Linked DNA regions of Gossypium hirsutum: region 1 is linked to region 2. A link is a contact called in public Hi-C data. All regions are on one chromosome and are shown on one strand. Each heading gives the region's core, a stretch centred on a gene start, on an enhancer-like site or on the middle of the called end of the contact. The rest is flanking DNA. Distances are from core to core; before and after follow the strand shown. Region 1 holds the start of LOC107961661 (K(+) efflux antiporter 6). Region 2 holds the start of LOC107961659 (serine/threonine protein phosphatase 2A 55 kDa regulatory subunit B beta isoform).

Region 1 (6,157 bases), core at 3,041-5,540, 170 kb before region 2:
AAATGCACACTTACAGGGGGTTTCACATGGCCTGGCACACGCCCGTGTCCATGGCCTGTGTCCTTCACACGGCCATGACACGCCCTTGCCCTAGCCCGTGTGCAAAAACCTGGATATTCTGTTTCTGACGTCAGTATTTCTTAAGGATCACATGGCTGAGGCATAGACCTGCGTGCTGGATCGTGCCTTTCACACGGTTGAGACACACGACCATGTCTCTGCCCGTGTGTCTACTATCATGCCTATTGACTTGAAATTTTTTTACGTGCAGGGGACACAAGGCTGGACAACACGCCGATGGTGCTGGTCGTGTGTCACACACGGCCTAGACATACGCTCGTGTGTCTACCCATGTGGACAAAATCAGGCTATTTACTAAGCCTCTTTGCCACCCTTACTTACATAACCTACATAAAAGCAACCAAAACCAGTACAAGACTATTTCATTCAATAAAATTAGCCACAATAGACAACATTTCATTTTTGCATTCTACTTATCCATGAACATAACACCATTTGCATATATCAAAATGAATATTAGCCATCATTCAAGGCTTAATACAAAATGGGTAATTTATCCCAAGCCAACACATTTGGCCAAATTAATAACAACACAAAACACAAGTTTAGTTCCCTATACATGCCATATTCAAAAATATAAATCAAACTATACTGAATGCTTCGATAGATAGTATGATTGATATCTCTGACTTCCGTTGATCCTTGAGCTAGATAGGCGGCACTATAAGAAAAAGGAAATGAGAGGGAGTAAGCATAAAGCTTAGTAAGTTGCATATACATAATTATACAACAATATTTTACCATTCATAAACAAGTATCATAATACACAAGTGGGCATAAACAAAACTTACTCATCAATATTCAAAACACATCATATAGCATATCATGTGGCTCACATTTTATACATACCAAATCGGTACCTGTATCACTCACAACATGATTTTACTTTCCTCATTTACTAGAAATCAAGACTTTCACCGTTGAACCATTCGAAATGTTATCAGATATTTTATAGCCTCAAATGTGGGGTAAGGTGCCGATGTCATGTCCTAGACATGGTCTTACACTGGCTCATATCTCAAGTCGAAGCCATGTCCCAGACATGGTCTTACGCTGACTATCATCTCGTAGCCGACGCATGTCCTAGACATGTCTTACACTGGCTTATGTCTCGAGGCTGATGCATGTCCCAGACATGTCTTACACTAGCACTCGTCTCAATGCCGATGCCATGTCCCAGACATGGTCTTACACTAGCTCACACAAATAACTCAATCGTCATGGCATGAATATCCGATTTATTTTCCTAGGGTTCCAACGGGAATTCTATTATCTCTATTCTCATCACATTCTCTCATTTCCACAAGTCAAGCAATTTATGCTATAATAATTTCGATACAATTCAAACAATATATTATCAATGTAGTTTTATTATTTACATACAACTTACCTCGGATTACAAAATGCGGCGACTAGTCGATTTAGTCGATTTGCTTGGCTTTCTCCCAGTCTAGGTTCGGATTCGGTATTTCTTAATCTATAATAGAAAAATACACTTATTTATTCACTAAATAAAATTAGGCAATCAAAATTTTACTTCTTTGGTAAAATGACCATTTTGCCCCTAGACCTTGACAAAATGATCATTTTACCCCTAGGCTCGAAAATCGATTTTTATCAAATTTCTTCGCATCTTAAGCCTAGCCGAACCCTTTTTACTCTTATAGCAACTCCAAATTCTCACTATATTACACATTAATCATCTACTTTACAATTTATGCAAACTAATCCTTTTTAGGTATCTTCATGAAAATCCTTTCACAAAAGTTGTTTACCACACCACTAAGCTTCATATTCTTCCATAAAATTTCAAAAAACACCCTAGATGCTCTCATGACAAAACCCTAGACTTTCAACCATTTTGCAAAATAGTACCTTCATTTGAAAGCTCATGCTTCAAGGGGTCCAAAAATCTAAAAATCTTCAACAAAGGGTATGAAAATCACTTACTTCTAGAGATGATAAGTTGCTGCAAATTTCAAGCTTCAAAACCCTCATATGGTTGGAAAAAATTGGTGAAGAAGAAAAATAAAGAGGATGTGGCCTTTTTTTTATTTTAAATATTAAAACTAGTTAAAAATGGTGACCAAAACTTACCTAATTTTGACTTTCTCATCAATTTGTCTCCTATGGTCGGCCAAGCTATCTCTATAGGGTCTAATTATCTTTTAAAGACCCCCAATTTAGGTTCTCTAGCTATTTGACACTTTTAGCTATCAATTTAGGACTTTTTCATTTTTTTGCGATTTAGTCCTTTTTCGCAATTGGGCTCACAAATGTCAAAATTAACTCACCAAATTTTTCATACACTAATATAAACATGCAATGACTTCAAAATAATGATAAAATACTTTATTCGAATCTGGATTTGTGGTCCTAAGACCACTATTCTGACTAAGCCCTAAATCAGGTTGTTACAAATAAGGTTTAAAAAACCTTATTCTAAAATAAAATAAAAGAAGTGTAGTTCTATATGAATTTTACTTTTATTTTATTTTACCACTGTATTTTATTTAAATAAATATTCTGGTCATTTAATTTTAACATATTAAATTACCCTTTTAGTCTTTCATAAATCCCATAGCTAGGCACGGTTCACCACCCTTAATAATGGTCATGGTCTAATTGCTAACTTGATTATTATCCCTTGTTTTAATTACCACTTTTGGTATTTGAACTTTTACTACTTATAGTATTTAGTCCCTGTATCATAATTAATTACTAATTTGGCAAAATCACCTACTCAAAATTCCATTCACCTATAATTTACCTCCGTAAATATTTTACGGTTTATGGAAATGGTGTCTTGAAATTGCATTTTTTGACACCATTGACTTTCAGGTTGTTACAACAATCAATCAACAATTCGACTAGCAAAAAACCCAGTCTTTCATGCACGAATGAAGCATATAGAGGTACACTATCACTACACCCGAGAAAAAGTACTTAACGACGAGATTAAAATGACGCACATTAGTAATGAATAACAAGTCATCGATTTTTTTACCAAAGGACTTAGCAAAGCCAAGCTTGAAGAATTTCACAAACAACTCGACATGGCCTTAAGGGCAATAGTAAATGAGAGAATTCATTGATGGGGAGTGTTGAAGTCATCTACTTCTCACTCTCTTACTCGATCTTTCTATTTGTTTCTAGAGAAATTTAAAGTTTATCGTCATCTTTAATCAAACTTATCTTTTAAGCTTAACCATATTAATTAATTTAATTAAAATAATAATATGCGCATGTATCTAGTTAAACCGACTAGGATAAACCAATGTAGGAAAACTATAAATAGGCTAACATTTTTCATTTGTTGCATACATGAGCTGAGAATAAATAGTGAACTATAATCTCTCTTTAGAGTTTTGTTATATTTCATTTTTAGGCATCCAAGCTAGTTTTGTTTTCCTTTCAATTTAATCCCTTCTATAGAGTGTGCCTTGTATTTTCAGACACTTTTAAGCCCTTACCGCAACTCGTATCGCGACAAGGGCTTCAATATCACAACACCAAAGTTAGCTGGTGATGTCACAACGAGAAGCTTCCTAACGTTACAATGATGGACAACATTGTGATGACGTGAATGAGGACGTGGCAACATGTTTCCCACAAACACTGGGTTTCTTCTCTTAGTTAACCTCTCCTATATTTTCCTTGTCGAACTCTGATTAGTATAGGGTTATTTTAGTCATGTTAGCCCACGAATTTTACCCTATAAAAGAGGCCTTAATAACCCTAGAATTGATATTCTTCATATCTTTTATCACATTAAATTTTAAAAGACCGATTAAGAGAGAGCTTTAAGGGATTTTCGTGTTTTAACCAGAGAGTTTTATTTTCGAGGTTTAGAGTTTGTTTTTTATTATCTCTATATTGTACTTTTTCAAATTATTTGCTGATCTAGTGAAGTATTGTTTGTCCGTATCCTTTTTATTGGAGGTGTTTTTCCAAGTAAATATTTATGTCTAATTTTCTCTATTTTTTTATTCGTTGTTTATACAAGTCGATCTCAATAGCTCCCTTATTTTGTTTAAATTATTTTATATTTGCTACCTCAATTGCTTCAACACAGGTTGCGGAAGGCCTGGCTTTGAGGAGAGCTTTGTACTGGCTGCAAGATAATTGTTGTCAATTAAATGGTGTTATATAAAAAAAAATGGAAACTTTATAACTTGCGGACAATATTATATTTTCGAAATCTTTGTAGTCTTAATTAATTACGACAAGTTGACTCCTGACCCGATCTGATGCTTTGTACTTACTTTACTCCCTTTTTCTGTTTACCGTTTCTTTTTCCCAGTCTTTCTACATCTACTTCAACTCCGTTTCCCCTCTGTTGCTTTTCTGTATATATATAAGTAATTTTTTCAATTTCAATCATTCACAACCAAAAATCCCTCTTCATAGTTCTCTATTTCCAATAATTTATCAGACACACACACACAAAAAGAGAACTCTTCAAGTTCTTAACCTCCGCCGGCCGCCGTTTCCAAATGTTGAGAAAATCGAACTCCTCCCTTGAAATCCTTACTTTCTGTTTCTTCGTTTCTCTTTTTTGTTTGGCTTCCTTTTCAGTCGCTCAGCGACAACAAGAACAACTCGCTGAATCGGATCGGTTCGACGATGACGACGACGGAGGAAACGGTACCGTTTCGAATGCTTCCTCCATAGCTAAACCGAAGGACGGTACTTTTGCCGCTATTATCGATCGTGCTCTAGAGAAGGAGTTCACTGAGAACGAACAAAATGAAGGTTTGTTTCTTCTTCTTTTTTTCTCCCTCTGGTTTTGCTTAGATTAGGGTTTAGATTTCAAATCCATGAATCAAAGGCTTAGCAGTGAAGTATACAACTTAGTCATACATTATACTTGTTTACTTCAACTTTGCTTGTTCTTTATATGCTGTAGCAATTAATTCTTGTTATTTTTATTTATTTTCTAAGGTTTTTAAGCGGGATCTATTGGTAGGTTATGGTTTTTGTTATCAATGGATGGTTTATAAGATCTTAAAGAATTAATGATAGTTTGTTTGCATAAATTCCCTGGAAATAGATTTGCTAATAGATTCTTCTTCTTTAAATTACAATTGTCAATTATGCTATAAATTCATCTTCATTTGCAGTGGATTATTCAACTTTGAAGGGGAAAAAAATCAATGTTTGAAAGGTTTCTAAAAATATTTAGCTCAAAATTAGACTGCCAGTGTTTCCTTAACGGTATAAACCGGATGGAAATTCAATTTCTGACTTTTTATCATGTTTCCTTTCTGTTGTTGGCAGTAAATGATGATGCTGGAAGTTTCAACAACAGTGTAGTAGAAAAGAAGGTTGGTGGTACTTATTCTTTTGAAAACTTTTCAGTTGGGAAAACTTGCTAGCTTATTCTTTCCGTATGTGTATGCTTGTCAGGCTGTTTTGGAAACCGTGGCCAGAGTGAAGACAAAGAAAAATGATACAAAAGAGGAAAAGTTTGTGCTTCTCCTTATTAACGAGTAGATTTGATTTGTTGATTTTGAGTTCTGATTACTTTAGCGTGTTCATAGAAGAGCATAATTTTGTATTTTGATGATCAAAAGTTTTGAACTATTCATACCATATCTTCTTCATAACTGCTTAGAGACATGTAGTAGTTTCCTCATGTCTTTTGCATCCTCCTTTTAGATCATTTCAACTCCATGACGTATTTAATCTAGAGAATGATAACAGAGCTGAAGATACACCTATGTTGATAGATCGGAAGGTTAGATTTGTTAATTTAAAACTTCACCTGATGATATATTCCCATATTTAGAAATCTGAGATGCTGGTTTATTTTCAGGACAATGTCTTCATCATTTCTAATTTTAAATCAAAATATCCAGTGTTACAACTGGACTTAAGGTAACCCTTTTATTATCTTCATTTCATCAACGTTGCTTTTTACATTCATCTAATAGGCTAATGTAATATTTTTTTTTGTGCTTATGCTCTGCAGACTAATATCAGATTTGGTAGTTGTCATTGTCTCTGCAACTTGTGGTGGCATTGCATTTGCTTGTGCTGGACAACCGGTCTGATTGTATTAATATAAGCCTAT
Region 2 (5,937 bases), core at 2,800-5,299:
TTCACAAAATTTAGTAAAAATATTATAATAATATAGATTATTAAATGTAATATGTTTTAAAAAAATTAACGAGGTGGATTGTATCTCGGTTTATCAAATACAAATTTTATTTATTTAAAAACACAGAAAGAAAATATATTGTACTGTGATTTCTTATTTGTCATTTTTTTCATAATTAGAAGATACTTGTGGATTAAAATTAGTACAAATTTTACCAATAATTTACTTGAAATAGATTATATTATTATGTTTGATTTATTTGGTTGGAATATAAAATTTTTATTAATGTAAAATTCTAATAAAAATTTGATAAAATAATAAGAATAAAACTATTATAAAAATAATATTTCAGTCGAAATATTACATTACTTAAGGAATAAACAAAATTGAGACTACTTTCATATTAAATACCAAATCTTGGAACTATTAATAATATTACATTATTGTCTTTAAGGTTTTAAAATTAGATCAGTGGTTGAATCAATCAATTTATCAGTTTTCAGTTCGATCGGTCATTAGAATAAATTAAAGAAATTATTAAAAGAATTAGAAAAATTTTAAAATAAAAAATATTTAAAAAAATAAAGAAAATCGGTTCAACCACCAATACTCAATTCAACTTAGTTTGAGTGATTTGCGGATCAACTACTCCAATTTTTCTCGCGGATGGATTGATTCTCAATCTAATTGATCTAATCGGCCGATCTGATCCAATTTAAACAACATGACACAAGATAATTTGTTTAAACCAATCAAAATTATCGACTTTCAAAATATAAAATTCTCACAACAATCATAGGTAAAAGTACTGCAAAGCCCCCTGTATTATACATTGAATTGCATTTTAGCCCCTCCGCTAAGAAATTGGACTTAGATGAGTGAGCAAAATAACCCATTTGTTAAAATTTGGTGTTTATATATATAATGTATAATAACAAATTTAGCCCTCAACTTTTACATATTTATTCAATTCAACCCCTACTCTTCTATTAGAAGTAAATTAGAAAAATTTTAAACTAATAAAGTTAAAGAGTCAAAAAGACCTTAGTAACAATTTTAAAAAAATCAATTAAGCCCTTTTAAAATTTAAAAATTAATTTAAAAAATCATTAAAATTTTATAAAAATTTTATTAAAAAATAATAATAGTGACCCATTAAAATCTAATGGTTATAAGATTTTTAAAAAAAATTGACCCCTAATCTTTTATTTTATTGGGTTGATATTATTATTTTCATAAAAAATTATCTTTTTAATAAATTTTGGTTATAATTTTTATAATTTTTAATTAATTTTAAATTTTAAAAAGATTTAATTGATTTTTAAAAAGTTTATTAACACTAAATTATAATAGAATAATTGTTTTATTCACTCATCTAATGCACATAAATTAATTTTTTTTTCAATAAAGAACCTAAATGCTATCTAAAGCATATGCCGTCCTATACCTTTCATTCAAAGTCTCTTGAAAATTACAAGTAAAATATTCCAGTCATTTAACAGCTCCACAGATTCCATTCATAAATGTTACATGGTTTACCAAAGAGGAAAATATTCCATTCATATTTTAACCTTCTTTAGACAAAATCAACTTTATCTTGTAACTTACAGCAAAGATTATACCTTTTCTTTTACATTTTACTTCTTTTATTCATTTTTTTATAATATTTTAAGTTATTTTTACTAATTTAAATATAAAATATAATTAAATGAATTATAAATAAGCTTTTAACTTATAAGAAATAAACCAGTTTAGATAAGTAAAAGGATATATTATTTACTTTAATTAGAAAAATGATATTGGGTTTGAACTCAAATCCTTTGGTTAATATCAATTGAGATTGATCACAAGTCGGTTTGAAAAGTGAAAGGCTTTGGACAAAAATATAAGCTTAATAAATGAGTTTGGATAAAAAAAATAATGCTTGTTTAAAAAATGGGTCAGGCCTCGGGTAAGACATTTTTTTGGTCGGACTCGAACCGATCCGAATTCACAGAAATACAAACAAATCTACTACTTTTTTTGTTATTTTAATGTTATATTCTTGTTGTTTTCTCCTTATTTTGCTATCATTTCACTATTATGTTACTACTATTTTGTTATATTGTTTGGATATTTTATAAAACTAGTTTTATTGTTAATTTTGTTATTATTTTAGAGGTATTTGCTTGTTAAGTTGTATCTATTTTAGTGTTATTTATGTATATATATATTTAATATTTATTTTAATGTTTTAGTATTTTTGATATATTATATATTTAAAATTTATATAAAATGAATTAATACGATCGAACTGAGTTGAACCCAAATTTTAATATTTTTATCTGGACCAAACTTTAAAAAAAATTTAAACCTATTTCTTAAGTGGGTCTAGGCTTAACAAACAGCATAATTCTTTAGTTTGGCCCAGCCCTGTCTCATGAACCCTTCTAATATTATGTTTAGCTCATTTTACCTATTCAAAAACACAAAGAAATTTTTTTCCACATTTTTGTTAATTTCAATAAAATAAATTATACATTTTTTGTTCCATTCTAAAAGATCTTTCAAAAGACGAAGATTCTTCCTGCTGATATTTTTTATTTTTGAGTTTTTCTTGTTAGGGCCATTGATTAAAGAAAAACAGAAATTAAAAATAAAGAAAGGAGAGAGCCTTGTAATCTACGCTAAACATAGCAATGCCCTCAACCTCATCCATAAAGCTGAGAAAACAAAAGTCGACGTCGTTTTATCACCAAATAGGAATAGTTTCCCATCGACTATTTCCAAATCAGTTAAATTAATCACCAAAATATAATCCAGAAAAAGAATATGTCAAATTCTAAAAGAGTTCCTCTGCCATGTTTATTTCAGTTAAAACATGCTTTACGAATTCAGTCTTTTTACTTTGTTAGATTTAAAAATGTAACACCTTAAAATTTTATTGTTAATTTCAAGTTTATGATAATATTATTTTTATTATATAGTTATTAAATAATTTTTTTATTCAAAATATCGCACCAACGAAATAATTAAAAAAATTTTAACGATGTTAATAATTATATTCGAAATTTAAAATTTAAATAGTAAAAGAGCTAAATTTTTAAAACTAAAAATAAATGGACTAAAATCTAAATATTAAAAAATTAGAGAATTTTTTTTCAGAATTAGATTTACAATAGACTTTATTTTATTAATTTATCAAATAATTTGATGTTGATTATTTAAAAAAGCACACTTCAATAGTAATATATACACTTAGTTATTGTTTAAAAAAAAATCAAAATTTGTTTGAAGTAGTGGTCAAAGTTCTTGTCTAACAACTAGATGAAATAGGTTCAAACTAAAAGTGTTAATAGATCAAGTCTAAATATGATATTAACATATTTTATCCTTGCTTAAGTCTGGTTCAACTCGAAATATGAGACTTAAATTTTGTTAAAGTCCACCTATATTTATAAATGGATAACTCAAACTTATTTTAAATTCAGTTTTTTTAATTTTTAAAAATATATATTTATATCATTTCAATTTAATATTTAATAATTCCATATATTTTTATTTATTAAAATTTTATATATAGTTATCTTAACATTTTTTTTAATGCTTACATTATAATAATATATTATTATATATTTAATTTTTTTGTACTATAAGTTAAATAATATAAAACATTACAAACTTAAAAAACCAGACTGAGTTGGATCGAACTTTAGCATTAAATGTTCAAGCTTAAGTTCAACCTATATTTTAAACGAATCTAATTTTTTTTCCAATCTCTCTAATCTTGTTCAAACCATGATAATATTTATCAAACTATATAAAAATATTAACTTATAGATGTCATATTTTTCAAAAATATTTTTTTAAATTATTTGATAAAAAAATCATTTCAAAATTGAAAATACACATTTTAAAAACATAAACAAATAAAAATATCAAAGCACATAGTAAGTGCTTAATATTAAAAAAAAACATAGTAAGCACATAGTAAGTGCTTAATATTAAAAAAAAACATAGTACAGGGACCTTCCATAAAAATTGACCAGAAAGAAGAGGAGAGAGGGGAGTGGGTCCAATAATCGGCCAAAAAGCTTCGTCGCATTTCCAGCTTTGTCATCATCCTCCAATTTACATTTTTCTTTCTTTCTTCTCTCCCGAATTAAAAGAAACATAAGAGAGTAAACTGTGAAAGTTTTAATTGAAGGAGATAGAGTGGAATCTCGTCGATGTTTATTTTTGTTTAAAAATATATCAAATCGATGTTCATTACCGGTTAGAGAAAAAAAAGAGTGATAAAGGAACACCGATGAATTTTCTTTGTGGAATATATAGATGATCGATCGAGAAGCTTTGCATTTTTGAAATGGAGATTGTTTTAAATCGATGAAGTGTTTCGGTTTTGTTGTGAATCTGAGTGCCAGATCGGCTCGTTGATGCATTGAGTTTGCTTTTTATTTTATTTCGTGAGGTGGAATCGTTTTTTTTTTGAGACAACGATGAACAACGGCGGCGCTGAAGCAGCCGTGGCTCCGGTGGGAGGGCCACAACCACTGGAGTGGAAATTCTCGCAGGTGTTCGGAGAGCGAACTGCCGGAGAGGAAATACAGGATGGTACAATATTTGGATTTATTCGATTCGGTTTCTCTTAGAGTTATTCATTATTGATTTTAGAGTTTCATTTTTTTTAATCCAAATAGCTACAAGTTTTATTATTTAGTCGTTTTTCCTCATTGCTATTTCTTTTCTCGATTGTTTATATTGGTAATATGTGACTTCAATTTGATATAACATTCGGCTGGATTGCATTATAATGTTAGGATCTAGGTCTAGCTTCACAACTGTTTCAAAGTGTGGTATGAAACAACGGTGTGTAAGTTGTGGTTTATCAATTTGTTCCTGTTTTATAATTATCGCTTGAGTTTCAGCTGAGGTTAGTTGTTATTGACTAAATGATTGAAATAATTAATCAATAAAATATTATTTCATATATGCTTGGCCGTTGTTTTCCGCAAGTTGTTCTAATTACTAGGGTCTTGGAGTTTGGTGCCCAAAAAAAGAAAGGGAAAAAAGGTATTTAACAAGCCTTTGGTGGCAAGTGACTGAGTTTGCTTGCGTGATTGATGCACTTGACTTTAGGTTGTGATTTCTGGACTAACATGGTCATTGTCAAAGTATACTAGCGTTTATTGCATTATGTCTCTCATCTCGGAGGAGTTGTAGAAAATGGAAAAAGGTCCAAGTGAACTAATCAAATTGTCCGACTTAGAATCTTTCCATGTAAGTGACTAGGTCCATGAATTACTGTTGTTTTTGTCCTGTGGGAAACATATAATATCTTTGTGTGAAGCATTTTCAGCTGCGCTGTTATTAAGTTTGCTCTTTACGACACCTTCCTTTCATTGTCCTCAATGCTAGGAGGGATTAAATTGATATTTGGTGATATAATTCTCCCTGATGCTCTTTGCTTGGTGATTCTGCTTGTGTGAAGTAAACAGTTATGGGTATGCTGTACTTGGTACTTGCTTGTCCTGCATTTCTGATTCCTCTGCTCGCTTCATTACATGGTGCTTCTTTTTTTCAGTTGATATCATCTCCGCTATTGAATTTAATAGAACTGGAGATCACCTTGCTACCGGAGATCGAGGAGGTCGGGTGGTTTTGTTTGAAAGGACAGACACTCTAGATGTATGTTGCTGACTGTTTCCTTCTTTTATATTTCTGAAGCTGTGTTGTTTGTTTCACTCACTGTGTTGCTCCAGTGTTCTGTTCTCATCTTTTGTGGTTTGTTCTTTGACAAAACTGAATAATGTGTAGCATGTTGGGCAACGGAGAGATCTAGAGAAGATGGATTATCCAATTAATAGGCACCCTTTATTTCGCTATAAAACAGAGTTTCAGAGCCATGAACCTGAGGTATTTGTGTTTGGTTATGCCAGAAACATAATGAATGTTTGG

The links. Hi-C and Micro-C count contacts between places; a contact is called where the count stands out from the background.
Region 1: a Hi-C map of leaf shows a contact between it and region 2, with 2.5 times the contacts expected there. The contact joins the promoter of LOC107961661 here to the promoter of LOC107961659 in region 2. A contact is called at or near these places in 15 of 34 Hi-C or Micro-C datasets (anther, callus, fibers and 4 more).

Annotation. Positions count from the first base shown.
Region 1 is chrA06:31,113,651-31,119,807 of Gossypium_hirsutum_v2.1, reverse strand. LOC107961661 (K(+) efflux antiporter 6) reads left to right here and starts at 4,290. Exons shown (of 19, transcript XM_016897736.2): 1 at 4,290-4,836; 2 at 5,362-5,408; 3 at 5,491-5,549; 4 at 5,743-5,821; 5 at 5,900-5,961; 6 at 6,056-6,131. The coding sequence starts at 4,578.
Region 2 is chrA06:30,939,226-30,945,162 of Gossypium_hirsutum_v2.1, reverse strand. It overlaps LOC107961659 (serine/threonine protein phosphatase 2A 55 kDa regulatory subunit B beta isoform), which reads left to right and starts at 4,049. Exons shown (of 17, transcript XR_001701341.2): 1 at 4,049-4,593; 2 at 5,564-5,667; 3 at 5,797-5,895.